Linked DNA regions of Bombyx mori: region 1 is linked to region 2. A link is a contact called in public Hi-C data. All regions are on one chromosome and are shown on one strand. Each heading gives the region's core, a stretch centred on a gene start, on an enhancer-like site or on the middle of the called end of the contact. The rest is flanking DNA. Distances are from core to core; before and after follow the strand shown. Region 1 overlaps LOC101745857 (CCR4-NOT transcription complex subunit 6). Region 2 overlaps LOC101745857 (CCR4-NOT transcription complex subunit 6).

The links. A called contact is a pair of places that touch in the nucleus more often than the background predicts.
Region 1: a contact with region 2 is called in a Hi-C map of whole pupa, with 1.6 times the contacts expected there. The contact joins two enhancer-like sites. A contact is called at or near these places in 2 of 7 Hi-C or Micro-C datasets (both in whole pupa).

Annotation. Positions count from the first base shown.
Region 1 is chr6:13,247,098-13,250,435 of ASM3026992v2, reverse strand. All of the region lies in intron 4 of LOC101745857 (CCR4-NOT transcription complex subunit 6), which reads right to left. Among protein-coding and RNA genes, the nearest start is that of LOC105843009, 43 kb to the right of the region's middle. Within about 2 kb of position 1,800, at least 7 of the 8 cell types and tissues checked have open chromatin away from gene starts, as enhancers often do.
Region 2 is chr6:13,100,667-13,103,893 of ASM3026992v2, reverse strand. All of the region lies in intron 4 of LOC101745857 (CCR4-NOT transcription complex subunit 6), which reads right to left. Among protein-coding and RNA genes, the nearest start is that of LOC101740768, 15 kb to the left of the region's middle. Within about 2 kb of position 1,868, at least 5 of the 8 cell types and tissues checked have open chromatin away from gene starts, as enhancers often do.

The DNA.
Region 1 (3,338 bases), core at 551-3,050, 150 kb before region 2:
AAAAAACTATAGGTACTAACTAATAGTACAAATATATAATTGTTTGTATGTTTAAATATTTGTTACGCAATTACTCAAAAATGGCTAAACAAATTCTAATGAAGATTTTTTAATCTATATTAAATAATACGTAAAATTACCGAATTTAATTTTTTTGGAATATAGATTAAAACGCGAGCGAGACCGAAGCGCACATCTTGTATGTGCGTACATAAATAAACGATGCTGTAAAAATATTGAAGTCAACAAAATCGCGTATTAAATTCTTTGTAAAGTTTTCCACCACGTAATTTTGTAAGAACCCTTTTATTGTTTAAGATATATTTTATTCAACTGACAAGCACAAATATACTAGAATATGTTTAACACTTACATTTTGCAATAACTTCAAGTCGCATGTACGTCTAAAATACGATATAAGTAATGTCTAATAAAATACGGTTACGAATTAATCAGTTTTTTTACTGCGCCGATGATGTATTCAAGAGCTTACAATGCCTGTTTTTTTTTTGGTGATGTCAATCTGAAATTCACATTGCAAACACTCGTGTATGGTCCCAGTGTGTTTGCTCACGCGCCACCGTGTCCCCGCGTTCACGGCCAAGGCCAGACGAATGATAAACACGTAATGACGAACGATGTGCTTGCTACCGGGAAAAAAACAAAACGAGAGCTCATGCCCACGTGGGCCGTCTTTAAAGCCTTGTTCGGACTAGGCGAGTATTTTAGTCGAGTACCGAGTAATTTAGTAGCTAAATGTGTCTGAACACCAAAAATTTAGTCGAGTAGGTTAGTAAATAATTTAGTCAAGTCAATCCATTTTGTTCTATTTTTATCGGGCGAGTAGCGAGTAGTTCAGCCACTAAATTACTCGGTACTCGACTTTTTAGTCGCCTAGTGCGAACAAGGCTTAAGAGCGTATTACGTGATTTAGTGCGTCGGAAAACCAACAGGAAAATCTTGCCCACTGAGTTTCTCGAAGGATCTTCTGCAGTGGGTCGCGTTTCCGATCCGGTGGTAGATCCTGCGAAGCACTGCTATTGCTAGGGTCAGTGTTAGTAACACTCCGGTTTGAGCACCGTGAGCTCACCTACACGTCAGGGAGCAGCTGAAATAGCCTCTCAAGGCTATCAGTATAGGTAGGGAAAAAAAGAAAAAGAAAAAAGGTAGGCAGCGGCTTCGCTCTGCCCCTGGCATTGCTGAAGTCCATGGGCGACGGTAACCACTCACCATCAGGTGGTCCGTATGCTCGTCTGCCTTCAAGGGCAATAAAAAAAAAGGTAAATCCATGAAGGAATAAACAGCATCCCGAGGCATTTTTTATATAGAGAAAAGAGTATTGTGTTAAGGTGACACTAGCATTTGTCTGAGCATTCAAATTGCCATCAGATATATCGCAGTCATAAACCGGCGAACGGCTACCGTCAGACTGTTTCATTTACAGAGACACGGCTCCATCAATCGGACGATGCCCGTCGTAAATCACCCAAGTATTTCTTTGTCGCTAATGGACAAGTCCACAAAACAATATTGTTACTAAACTATAATACAAAAACACAATGCTCCAACAAATTGAATGCTTGGATCTAATAAACTGAAGGCACTTTTATTAAAATTTATGTTGATGTAATAACATATTATGATTGTTACTAAACAATTTTGTATCCTCTATAGCATTCGAGCCAAAGCAGGCAATTTAGAAGGCATTCAAACCACAAATATACTAAAGATAACAGTATATCATTGTGGTGATTCAATTTGTTAGCTCGGACTGCGAGGGTGTGGCGGAATTCTACGGATGTTTTTACGGGCCGATAAAATCTACACTCATAAGATAGTGGCACTTGTATTCATATCACGCGCTCTCATTCCTTCAACTTAGTGCATCGTACTTGGAAATGTGCATACTACTGCGTGTGGGTCGCTGTGGACCTTTTAATAACGTACAGACCTTGAATGAAGAGGTGAACGAACTTTCGTGACTGATACGCAGATCATGTTGATTGATTAGCTAATTCATTTAACGATCTCGGTGAAAGGTTGCTTTTGTTGAGGTTCGTCTGTCCGAGAGAGACTCGAGTCAATGTTCCTTTTGTAGTTAAAATGTATTATGATGTCATGACCTGAAGGGTATGTATGTTGTTTAGATGTGAGCTAAGGATAAATCATAAGCGAACGTTAGAAACCGTCTTGTTGTTTACGTACACTTAAATAGAACAATCTTCCATCAAATACCGCAAATGGCAAGTCGTTGTGTGTGCGTGCGTAGACTCGGAGCGATGAGAAAACGATTTTGACATATTATCTCTTAAAAGTAACAAGCGTCTGTTAGATATCTTCTATATATTAATACGCGAAGCAAAAACTTTGTATCCCTTTTTACGAAAATTGCGCGGACGGAGGAGTATGAAATTTTCCACACTTATAGAGAATATAGAGAAGAAGTGCACAATGCTATATTTTTTTTTTAAATAATGCATAAAAGATACATTAAATCGATAAAGAAAACATTACACACACTACATACCATGTATTTGACGCACACACGCATGCATACTATTTACTGTCAAACTTTTGTTCTTGACGTCTGTTGTCAAATTGAGAATAGATTAAATATTGTTTGTCTTTGTTAATATTTTTTACTGTGGCGAATTTTGTAATTATAGAAATATAAAATAATATCATAATAGTGTACAAACTTACAATTCCAATTAATTATAGTCGAATTTCGACTACTGCGGGACCTCTAGTTTCTAGAAATTGAAAACAACAATTCAGGATATGTCATTGGGATTTGAATTTTTTTTTATTGCCCTTGTAGGCAGACGAACATACGGCCCACCTGATGGTAAGTGGTTACCGTCGCCCATGGACTTCAGTAATGCCAGCAGCAGAGCCAAGCCGCCGCCTACCATAGGTAAGTTTTAAGTGTTTTCAAAGCGTTAGTTAGTAGATGCAAAGGATCAAAACAAATCAGACGACAGCCCATTCCATACATCCACGCCCGTTTTGCTGGTAACGTCATATTAAACCGTTAACCGACAAGCGACCTCCTATTATTAAAGTGAGCGTACACATCAAGAGACTGTTAAAGCGGAGAGGGTCCATTTATACAAAACGGAGCGGAGGTACAAATTGCCTCCACCGATGTGCGGCGCGTGATCACAGAGCACAAAGCGGGTGTCGAGGTCCAATGCGACAAATAAGAGAAGTTTGCACGACACGATATGTGACAGTCTAATTCGCAACATAATGTCGCAGAAAATATACTTAGAGCTTAAGACACGCCCCCTACCACCAATCATTAATAGAATACATTTTGCCGGTTTGATTTTTGT
Region 2 (3,227 bases), core at 619-3,118:
TTAATGTTTATAAATATAGCGTGGTCTTATTTTTATTATTGTTTTAATATTAAATTATTATTGTCTAATTGTAATTGCATAAGTTGATAAAAAATGCTTTACAATAGCTTTACCGCGGCAGTCTCCGAGTGCCACACGTCTTTTTTTTTAGTTTACCTATGTTTTGACTACTATATATTAACAAAATTAATACATAATTTTATCTTACTTTAAAAGACAGATAATGTAACTGGTAAAAACTGAAAAATATATATGTTGCAAAGATGATTAATATTAAAAATATCACATGTTAAACCACTTAAAACACTCTCGTGTAAAATTTGTAAGTTTTTTGATTATACAGTTTTAATGCTAGAATAGGCTATAGGCTCGTAACTATACTTGAGGATTTAGAACTGATATCTCAAGATGGGTGGCGCATTTACGTCGTAGATGTCTATGGACTCCAGTAACCACTTAACACCAGGTGGGCTGTGAGCTCGTCCACCCATCTAAGCAATAAAAAAGAAAGAAAAAAAAAATGGCTGTGGATTACGAAGGTAACGCGATTTCTGAGACGGAGAAAGCGCAACGCTGATTCGTTGACCCGTCATCGGTCGCGTGTTTAGACAGAATCAATTCCGACATCCACTCTCACTCTCGTACAGCATGCGTTAACGGCTGCTATATAATATCGCGTGTTATAGCCGCTGTTGCGTACAACTTATCGCGCCGAAGGGAAAGTCAATCGAACCGCGAACTGGACCGCGATTAGGATGTGCGCGTCGCAATGTTATGTCATTTTAATGATTTCGAAACTACATAATCGTATTCTCAATTCGAAAATATCATACTTTTTTTTTCCTACCTATGCTGATAGCCTTAAGAGGCTATTTCAGCTTCACCCTAACATGTGTAGGTGAGCTCACGGGGCTCAAACCGCAGTGTTGCTAGCACTGACCCTAGCAAGAGCAGTGCTTCGCAGAATCTACCATCGGATCGGAAACGCGAACCACTGAGAAGATCCGGCGAGAAACTCAGTGGGCATTTTTGTTTTGTTATTATTAGAACATGGAATACTAGTTTCAGTTGCTTGACAGTAATATCGAACGATTGGACACGCACATAATCGAACGACAACCCGTGTTTCTGGTATAAAAATCTGTGAATGAGTAAATATGCTTTCGATCGTAAATTCTCAATTTATTTCTAACTTTATAATAACAAAAGATTATTTTTTATCTAGAAGGGTCGACAAGCTCAGGGCACACTTTGAGCGAAGCGGTCACCGGAGCCCATAAGCATCAACAACGTAAATGCTGGCGGTCTCCCCCACATCGAGACATGAGTTTTAAGTTTTATTGAGTCCCCAATAGCTCTACTAGGAGGTGTTTGAATATTATCCATTCTTTCTGGGACACCCTGTATAAATGATGTAAGCAACAATATAATATTGTAAAATGTGTTTTATATACATATAGCATTATTTACATATAAATCAATTTAATAGTAAGGAACAAATTAAAATATCAGCTCATTAATCCAACACAACACAATACACAAACTGGGCTAGTTAAGAATATACTAAAGAAAAGTGTAAATAGTATGTTAAGATCTCTGAGTAAGTATAGCAAGAACAGAATTGCTTTAAAAGAATTCAGATCCACAATAGGTTCTAAATTAAAAGAGTTCGCACGCCAAGCTCCACCAATAAAACCGTATTATGGAAACGAACAGACATCAACAAAAGCATCTATTAATAAAAGATAACACAATAACGTCGATAGGTTTAGTGAACTCTTTGTTTCTCGTTATTTGAATTCACAAGACTCGTGCGTTCGATGTTTTCATTTGAATGAAACAATGTATTAGGTGTGTGTGATAACTTAAAACACGAGCCGGACGTCTGATCGGTCCGTACTTACTGGTTACATTAGAGCTGATTGTAGCTATGAATTCGTATACTGAATACAAATTTACAATAAAATTATTAAGCATCGTTGCTGTGCTTATAAATTTATATTTAAAGACAGCGTGTATGTGCGCGTGCGTCTGTGGTTATGTCTGCACTCTTGACTCGTCTGAAAGTCTACTGGTCGTAGCACGCATAGTAATTCCGGGTAGGGTAGAATCATCTTTCTGTCTATTTCTATTATGCATTTCAATACGAAAGGACAAATGTATTACAAAAAAAAAATTGACACTTGAATCTCACGTCTCAAGGCGTGTGGTGACATGCATGTGAATTCTGTAATTTCAGTAACCACTTAACAAAAGGCGCGTAGTGAGCTCGTTTACCCACATATTATGTATGTAGTAAAAATAAAAATAAAAGCTGACGTTCGACAGAAGCAACTATATATACCATACTATCAAAGACGACTACCGATTTACCTATTGACGTTAGTGGAGACGTTAGTACAAGTTAGTCGGGACCTTATCATAGGCTAAATTATGCCGTTTGTTAACAATGTAGGTAGGTATACCGACGAAAGGAAAGATCTTCCACCGAACGGGTGATATTGCTCGGTAGACAGACGCGATGGTCCAGATGTTGTAGTTCGGAACTTATCTAGAAAATGTAGTAAGCGAGATTCAGGTATTTGTCAAATATCTTGTGCTGTACGGATGGATGGCTACCGCCCCAGCATCGCAAAACTGGTTGATGTATATTCATAGTTGCCTACTGAATACTGTTAATAATTCACATGAAGCTTGCTGTTTGCTTGGGCATATTCCACAAAATGATTCATTTCAATCTAACCACTTTATTGATCTAGTGGTTCTTGGTTATGACCAATGTACCCACACCTGGTTCGGTTTCGATTTCCTGTTAGTCTCTCTCACTCTCTTCCCAGCCATTTATTCCACACGGTGGTGGGGTTAGCTTTCTACTCCTTCACTTCACTCTGTCTTCGACATCCTCGTCAGCAGCATTGTATTTCCTTTTGTCCTTCAGCACTACATCTTTCCACCTTGTCTTGGGTCTACTTCTAGGTTTCCTCCGATTTCGATTTCCTGTTAGTATATCTAAATATCTTTAGGATTCAGAGTCTGTTTGTAGTTGCTGTATCTCCTGTGTGTGTTTTCGGCACCCATTATTAGTTATAAATCTCTGAGTAAACCTATCAATTTCGGAGCCAGCCATTTATTCTAATACAAAATATTTACCTCGTACTTAATTTCCAATTATCCAATTATATATTATCCAATTATCTTTTTCGTAATATTTGACATTCCAAGGCAAT